Regions from separate parts of the Mus musculus genome. Here region 1 is linked to region 2. A link is a contact called in public promoter capture Hi-C data. All regions are on one chromosome and are shown on one strand. Each heading gives the region's core, a stretch centred on a gene start, on an enhancer-like site or on the middle of the called end of the contact. The rest is flanking DNA. Distances are from core to core; before and after follow the strand shown. Region 1 overlaps Tamm41 (TAM41 mitochondrial translocator assembly and maintenance homolog). Region 2 overlaps Atg7 (autophagy related 7).

What was found. Promoter capture Hi-C pulls out the DNA fragments that hold promoters and counts their contacts.
Region 1: a contact with region 2 is called in a promoter capture Hi-C map of the C10 cell line. The contact joins two enhancer-like sites. A contact is called at or near these places in 2 of 39 promoter capture datasets (the C10 cell line and liver), 1 of 484 Hi-C or Micro-C datasets (cerebral cortex), 1 of 115 datasets of contacts at active chromatin or transcription factors (regulatory T cells) and 4 of 9 other capture datasets (adipose tissue, embryonic stem cells, liver and 1 more).

What each region holds. Positions count from the first base shown.
Region 1 is chr6:115,004,377-115,008,749 of GRCm38.p6, reverse strand. It overlaps Tamm41 (TAM41 mitochondrial translocator assembly and maintenance homolog), which reads left to right. Exons shown (of 8, transcript NM_026894.1): 8 at 4,231-4,369. The coding sequence ends at 4,307. Among named protein-coding and RNA genes, the nearest start is that of Tamm41, 31 kb to the left of the region's middle. Within about 2 kb of position 3,034, at least 43 of the 459 cell types and tissues checked have an H3K27ac peak or open chromatin away from gene starts, as enhancers often do. A contact at or near this core is called in cerebral cortex, where this site is marked.
Region 2 is chr6:114,779,532-114,783,836 of GRCm38.p6, reverse strand. All of the region lies in intron 18 of Atg7 (autophagy related 7), which reads right to left. Among named protein-coding and RNA genes, the nearest start is that of Gm52917, 47 kb to the right of the region's middle. Within about 2 kb of position 2,321, at least 131 of the 459 cell types and tissues checked have an H3K27ac peak or open chromatin away from gene starts, as enhancers often do. A contact at or near this core is called in cerebral cortex, where this site is marked.

The DNA.
Region 1 (4,373 bases), core at 1,785-4,284, 220 kb before region 2:
TTTATGTAAGTTGGCATCATATATCCCTGGCCCAGCCGCAAACTTGCTACGTAGATAAGAATGGTCTGGAACTCTCAGCCCTCTGGCCCCCACCTTCCATGTGCTGGGATGACAGGCATGGACCACCACACCTGGTTTTAGCACTGATCAGATCCATGGCTCCTCACTTGGAAGGCAAGTGCTCTGACTGAGCCACCACCAGCCCTCATTGGTTGTTTGCGACACTATCCTGCTATGCAGTACAGGGCGGTCCTCCTACCTTAGCCTCTGAGTGCTGGGATCTGTCTGTTAGTACAGTTTGTGCATGAGTATGTTTTAGCATTTTTGTGACTTGGGGTGGGTGGGAGATTTTAGAAAATCCAAACTGTTTTTCTTCATTGGCCCGTTTTGCTCAATGAAAAGCTTTACTGCTCCATACACTGTGGGCTTAACTAAACTGTTTGTCACTTAAAACCTTGGGACCCTTTGGGTCCAAACAACCGAGAAACTGAAGGACTCCATTCCATGATGTGCCTGATTTTAATAAAAGTTATCTTTAGTTATGGTAATGTCTTACCAAAGAAGAACAGCCTCTGTGTGTAAAAAATGAATAACAATACAGTCATGAGCCGCACCAAAGTAGACCTAAAATTGCTTTTCCTATTTGAATAGTGACAATTATTAGCCAGGAGTGAAAACAAACAAACAAAAATCATTGTGAATCCCTGCACCACCTCCTGATAACCTCCACCCTGAGATAGGCCCTGGGCATCTCCCCACTGAGTTCTGCCATTCGCCAGCAGAGGGCAGTGTTAGCAGAACCTGCCACCCAGGTTCCCTCCGGGCCAGGACTGCCCTGCATCCCCTGAGCAGTGACTTGCTTCACTTCTCAGGGCCCCACATTGTACAGGGGGAGAAAGGGCACAGGCAGCGGCAACAGTAGGCAACGATGACCCTGCTGCAGTTCTGTGGGTCTTCTGGCCTTGTGCCTGGCCTCTCTGTGTATGTGGTAGCCTGTGAGATCTGTAACCCGCCCTGCAGATTTTCTTGGGAAACATGTTCGGTGCGCTGTGTTTGTGAGCAGCATGGCCCTCTGTCTTAATAGCTTTCCCTTGCAGTTTGTCAGATACGCTCATGGTCTAGCTTGAAGTCTTAGAAATACTCTGTTCCTTTTCTCTGGAAGTTTCTTCGTTAGGAGCTGGTCTCCATCTCGCATACCCTGTTGCTAGCAGAGCAGCAAGATTCTCCTCAAGTTTCCTAGTTCATCAGGAACTAGCGTCAGCACGGAGCCCCTGAAGAAAGTAGTTTGCCACTGAGGGTAGCCAGTCTCTGCCAACAAAAGACCAGCAGAGCCAACTGTCTTTGTCTAAGCAGCAGCCCTTTACAGAGTCTCTGTGCCTGGCTCGAGCCTGCTGCAGCAGTTTGAGTGAGCGGGTGTGAGGACAGGTAGGTAGGAAATTGGAGTCAGTGATCAGCCTGAGAGATAGGCCAGAGCCGCACAAAGGTCGGCCCCAAAGCTGCATTCAGCATTCAAAGACTGCTGAGCCTCCCTGAGGCCAGAGGGAGGCTACTGAGGATGCAGGAAGAGGGAGGGGACTGTTACCAGAGAGACCAGCAGATAGGGATAGAGCCAGCTAGCCATCTGAAGGAGCCTTGCGCAAGCCCAGGCCAGGGCAGCAAGGGAAGAGAGTGCATGGGGCACAGGAGAAGAAGGAGGCAGGAGGCAGATGCAAACCCCAGAGACTGGGGTGCCACCCTCTGAGGTGCGGGAAGCCGATTAGTCTAATTCTCCCTCCTGTCTTTATGGTCAATCAGAGTTAAATCTCCCAACTTCAAAAGACTCCGCTGAATTAACAGGACACGTTTAGTCTTATCCCTAAGAGATATCCCAGCATGCCTCGCTGCTCCTCATCCCATTCCTGAAACACAGTGGAGCCAATCGTTATTTTCATCTTACATCATCTTTCTGATGATGTGTTTATCACTTAAGGTTGAACACCCTCCCTCCTCCTCCTCCTTCTCTTTCTCTCTCTCTCTCTCTCTCTCTCTCTCTCTCTTTCTCCTTCCCTCCCTCCCTCCCTCCCTCCCTCCCTCCCTCCCTCCCCCCTTTCCTGCTTCCCTCCTCTATTCTGATTGGGTATCTGTAGCTGAGGCTGCTGTGACCTCAGTTGTCTGGCTTTGCTCTCTGGGTTCTAGGGTTGTAGGTGTCCACTGCCACACCCAGCCATGTCTAACCTGTCAAATTAAGCTGTAGCTCTGCCTCGGATGAGCCTTTCCCTGTACACAGGTCAGTTGGAGGCTCACTGCAAGTGTTCAGAGGCTCACTGACTTTGTCTTCATAGGTGTGGATATAGAATTGTGTCAGGCCCCACCTTAGAGTGTGTGCTGGAGAAGTTGGCCCACTGATGGCCCCTTCTTCTTGATGCTTTTTCTTCCTGAATTGCTTTAGACGGTTTCTCTTCCTCCTTTCTCTTGCCTTCCCCCTTCCATCCTCAGAGCTCAGGCTGTTCCTGGACCCCACTCCTGTTTGATGTGGTAATGTGAACAGCTCCTGCCCTGGCGTGCCACTCTGGCTCCTCCACAGAGCCTCCACAGGGGGCTTTCCCACCTGCCCCCGGTGCTTCACAGACTTTGCTGTCCTTTGAAGAACACTGTTTCAATTTTATGAAATTGTTGGCTGAAATATTTTAAGCCTTTGGTGAAATTAATTGTTCTTACCTTGAGCAAACCTCAGCTCTTGAGAAAACCTGGTGGGATCGAGCACGTTCAGAGTGGTGTGGCTATGGACGGAGCCCATGGAAATCTAACCTCAGGGCCCCTCTGCATGGAAGTGCACATAAGCAGTCATTTCCTAGTGTTCTTTGTGGCACAGTCCCCTACTGCAGGCTTTCTGACCGCTGAAGGAGGAATTGTGTTCGGTCAAGGGAGGCATCTAGTGCTCTAAGCAGCTGAAGATGGCACCCAGGGCCACTCAGCCATGGTCAGTATTTACCTGACAATCTCAGAGGAGCTTGTCACTAAGCTATGGCAAGAGGAGTTGGTCGGTCTCCAGCCGTGACTCAGCAGCCTGGGCTTGCTGTGCTGAGTCCTGCATGTGTGACTGCCTGGCTTCTGCTCGGCCTTCTGGTTGGTTCTGCTGAAATTCGAAACAGCACCTTATGTAATGATCTTCCAGCCTTAGTGCTCAGGTGGGTGAGTCTGACCAGAGTCATTGCTTCAGGGAGAAAATTAAGAGGGGTGGAGGCAGTGAAAACTTGGAGTTTCTCAACGAGATCATGTCAAGCTGAGAACACGAATCCAGACACATCTGCTAATGGTTTTGGGAACCCTGCCTTTCTCCCTGTCACTGCCTGCAGTAGCCACAGATTCCAAGCAGGTGAGGCAGCTTCCAGTTAACAGGGCCAGGTAGTTTAAAAGATCACTACCCAGTTAATCCTCCCATCTTGTCAACATGGTCACCAAGCCACAGCCAGGAGCATACACTTCCAACCCAGAGCACAAAGAGAAGAAGGCTTCAGCTCCTCAGGCCACACCCTAAAGCACCAGCTGAGAATACTAGCACCCAGTTTATCCCTTGGTACGCGTTTCCCATAAGCCTCAGAGAGCCTCTTCTCTGGGATTTTGTAGTTGGGATAAAGTCAGAGGCCTATAAGAACCAATCTTCACTCTGCCACTTCAGAAGACTCAGCTAAGCATCTCCTGTGTGCTGCTGGGTACCAGGTACTGCATGAGGTGAAAGGAACGCTGGGTGAATAGAACAAGGGCCCTGTCCTGGGGAGCTGTCAGTCTAGGCAGAGACAGGAGAATCAGCTACAAGTGCAGAACAGAGGGGTAAATGCTATTCAAGAGGCGAGCACCAGGCAAGAGAGCAGCCTGGCATGTGTCGTTGGAACTGCATCTGCTCTAGGCAGACAGGTGGCGTGCGTGGGACACAGAGCAGCAGTGACTGGGATGCTCCTGCTGTCGAGAGGGAGCACCAGAAGGCTCCTCCCTTCTAAAAGACCTGGGAAGCCCAGTGGCTGCCAGAACCCCTTTCAACCCCAGGAATCCTGGTCAGACACAGAATGGTGCTGCACAGCAGGGGCCCAGCTCAGAGTCTCTGCGGCCTCTAATGGCCTTCGGCTCCCAGGTCCTCTCAAAACGCCCCAGTCAGCCCACTGTAGCCCGAACCCAAAGACAAGCCTCTGGGACGGTAGCTGCGTGTCCACCGAACAGGACTCACTCCTCATCCACGCTTCTTTTTTCTTGCAGGTATGAAGAAGTCTGTGATTTATAGTTCACGGAAACTGAACAAAATGTGGAAAGGGTGGATGAGAAAAGCGTCCTGACTTGACTGATGTTGTGTTACGTGTAGATTATGAATAAATGGCTCCATGCTTTTTTAAGAGTTGCTT
Region 2 (4,305 bases), core at 1,072-3,571:
TAAGTTCAGGCATGGTGGTACACACCTTTAATCTGGGCCATACCTTCTGCTGGAGGCCTACATAAGGACAATGGAAGGAAGGTTTTCTTTTTCTTTGCCTGCTTGCACATCTGTTGGAATCTACTTCTACAGAAGATCAGCTGAAACACCTAGCCTCATGGGACTGAGCGACTACTAAGTTCATAAACTTCCCATTCACACTAACCACTGTTGGGATAGTTAGACTGCAGATTGTAAGTCATTCCAATAATTTCCCTGTAAGTTATTCTGTAAGTTCTGTGATTCTAGAGAACCCTAATACACAAGCTACCAGAGAATGTGTCTGGGTGAGATGGGCAGAGTGCTCTGTGTGTGGAAACTTGTAGGCTCAGTATGAAAGCAGAGACTCCCTGTGAGTTAGCTGCATCTCGACACCCTGCTTCTGTTCTCGCTGCTTCTGGCCAGTGACCTGTACTATAAACCTTACCATGTACATGGAGGCTTTACCCAGTGAAGTTCAAAAGCATGTCAGCAGTGTATTTGGTTACTCCTCTGTCCTCTACAGCTTCATCTGTAAAATGGGTACTTCTTCCTCATAAGGTGACTGCAGACATATCCAGAAGAGAAGTGTGTTGGTGGCTACAGTACAGTCTCAGAGGCCCTACTGACACAGGCACATATGGAACCCCTGCTCTGCTTTTTCTGCCCTACACCTGGAGTTCCAATCTCTGAGAACCAATGTTTGCTCTTGCCTGCCCGCGCCCCCCACCCCCACCCGCATGAGAACCTGAGATTCCACAGAAACAAAAGAAGCATGTGTCATCTCTGTCCCTACAGCTACAAGCCCTGTGTGGCTCACATCCTCCTTCCCCCAGCACCATGGCACTGTCCCATGGTGCTGGGCCTCTCTGCTTCCTCAGCAGCAGGAGCTGGGCAGAGCTGATGAACACTAGCTGAGATACTGGAGTAACAGGCACACACCTTCGCTGCTGTCCCCTCTACCCCTGAGCCTCGTGCGCAACTGAAAAGCAGAAGATTCAGACCTGCAATCTCAGAGCTACAAATCTATTTAATTTTGCAGTCTTGAAATATGGAATCTCCCCAAATTCAACATGAGGCAGCTGTTTTGCTTGCAAATGAGAAGGATCAGCTGTGAAAATATAGCCCCTAGAAAACCAAGGCCAGCACAGGCTGCAAGGACACCCCAGGGTCCCCGCACCGCTGAGTCAGGAAGTCGGGGCAGCTGTGCCTGGCCTATGTGCTACCTAGTTCTAGGAATTCACTCACTTTCCACCTTCTGGCTCACAGAATCCATCGTGAAAAGCCCCTCCAACTCAAAATGCATCCAGTTAGTTTAATGTATTCATGATTTAAAGATATATACAACTGCCAATCAAAGTTGAGGATCCAGTCAGACAAAGCCAGATAGATAAAATTCCTGTCTGACATGACTGACTCAGTTTAAAAAATATTTTTAGGTTAATGTAATATCTTGAAGTCTTTATGGTTTAATGTCTTTTGGTCTTGAATTTCATGGTTGAAAGAGGACTCAAGTCTCACAATTTAAAAAGGATTGTGTTCCCATGGTTTAAGGAGGACTAGAGCCTCTCTTCCATTGCTCAGCTGTCTTGTCTGTGTGTCGCATGTGACTTCCCCATTCTCTCTGCCATGGCCTCTAAGTAGGTTGCGCCACTCAGCCTCCTCTCTGGAAGGCAGGATTCCACGCAGACTTTGCTGTCTACCCTTCAGCAGGACTGTCCCTAATGCCCACATATATAAACATCTCACATTTCTACAGATAACTCTGACAGCAAATAAAAGGGACACACTTTACACAGCGAGTTCTCAATGGGATGCTGCCAAGCTGGATTTCAAAAGACAGGCTCCAGTTTCCAAACTAAGCAGCGATTGGCTCTGTGCCTGCAGTTTCTGCCTCCCCTCCCCTCACTCAGGAGAGAGGGCCAAGGCTGACCTGGAGGGATTGCTTCATAAGGAAAATTCAGTGCAGGGCACCATCCCAGGACAGACCGGGGAGACGGGCTATCAGAGGACTCTGGGAAGACAGGGCTAGGTGCTTGAACAAGCCCATGAGTTCCCATAGTGAACTCTCTCCACTGCAAACAGGTCTGAGTGCTGACACGGGGGTTTCCCACAGCCTCCCCTGGCCTCCAAAGGCTTATTTGTCATCAGAGGCTCTTGATGAAGCTGTACATAAATATCTGACTGTTGTTAAATACAAAACAAAACAAAAAACTATTCCACAGAAACCAAATCAAAACCAGCTGTGAGGGCGAAGGGCCAGAAACTTGGGGTAAGTGCAAAGGCCGGGCAGAAACACTTGTTAACAGCGTGGCTGACTGAGCAGAACAGGAAGTCTTTCTGCCCATGAAGTCACACCATACAGCTGCCATGTTTCTCCTGTGACTTCTGCTGTGAGGACAACAGACATTCCACCTTCTAGAATTCTGTATCCCAGTGAGTTAAGAGTTTGAATCTCAGCTCTGGATGGATCTGTCAGTGCAGCCCTCTCTGTGGCTGCCAGCCTGCAAGGGGCTGTACAGCCTGTGTTAACAGTTGGTAGTCAACATTCCTCCCCCCTTATCACTAAGTAACTGCGTAAATCTGCAAGGGGGATGCTGCCTCACAAAAGCCCGAGGATGTAAACGCCTTGACCACAATGCTAAGGATGGACAGTGCTGACACCACCCATGGTGCAACTGTCCTGTGTTGTCAAGAGGCCAGAGTGAGGGGCAGAGAGCCTGGAGTTAGTTAATCCGGGAGGCAGGAGAATGCTGGCTTCTGGCTATGGGATCTGAAAATTTCAATCTCTCAAGGATGGACCAAGATGGTTTGTTTCATCAGCTCCCTTAGGAGTCATCCTTTTACTTTAGTTAGATGGAGTAGAAAAATGTATCTTGGTGTTTCTCAGAGCACGATGCTGAAACCACAGTTGGAATAAAATAAAAACACAGAAACTGATATTTTGTCCCAGGATGAGAAAAAACCCCAGAGGCTAACTTGAGCCAGTTTCATAAAACGAGGCTAATGCATCTGCATGTTTGAGTCAGACTGAGACTTTCCTTAGGAAATCCAGCAATTAAAGCAACCCTCCAGGAACTCCTCAGCAGATCTGTGACTGAGACATGATATGGTCCATCAACTTGCAACTCCCATTTCCTTAGGTTGCAAAGAGGCTGGAGGAAGGACCAGAGAGTCAAGGCCAGTCTCCATGGGCCAGCTCTACTCTCAGGAAGCTGGGCCTCAAAGGTGAAGCATGAAAGCATCCTCCACACATGGCCATGCTTCAAGCATGCAGGAGGTTAAGTGGGGCCTTTCCTCTGTGGGGACTTCTAACATCCCATGGGCAAAATGAAAACACCATTTGACACCTAGATGGGATTCAAAGAATGTGGGTGTCTGTCCAAGGCCCCAAGATGAAACACAGGCCATGGCAAATGGCCTTTCCTAAGTTCTTTTAACTTTTCAGTGTTAAATAAAATTAATCCTCCATATATAGTCCACATAAAAACACTTGGATTGTCACTTGGGTGGCAGAGGCAGACAGATCTCTGTGGTGTTATATGTATAAAGACCAAGCCTTGGCTCCAGGTAGTTAGTTCTAAGCCATCCAGGGCTACACAGTGAGACCCTGTATGTAAAAACAAAAACTACAAATGACAGAATTGTACAGGAGAGCTGGGATGAGCTCTGTGGCTGTGATGTGCTTTGTAACTTGGGAAGGCTCAGGGCATTGGTGTTCTCCTCCCCAGCTTTCCAGTTTATAAAATCCAGCTTTTGTTTATAAAGACAGTTTCTCATCCTTTAAAACTAAGAGGCTCGAGCTGGAGAGATGGCTCAGCAGTAAAGAGCACTGATTGCTCTTCCAGAGGTCCTGAGTTCAATTCCCAGCAACCACATGGTGGCTCACAACCATATGTAATGGGATCTGATGCCCTCTTCTGGTGTGTCTGAAGACAGTGACAGTGTAATCACATATATAAAATAAATAAATCTTAAAAACAAAAACAAAAACCAACAAGACAAAACAAAGCCTAAAGGGCTAAAGGGAATGGTGGTTGTCTTCCTAAAAGGCTTTTTTACATCCTGACTCTCTGAGTCTTGGAACTGACCGCATACATATGACTAAACATTTCTGATGGCCCCTCAGCTCCTTGTCAATACCTTTGCTTCTCACAGTGGACATGAGCCCATGAGCATAACCGTCTCATTGATCCCTACCCTAATAACCAGCATGGTACAAGCAGCAGACTTTCAGACATGGGTAGTAATTTTTAAATCACACACATAATCATGCATGCATACACA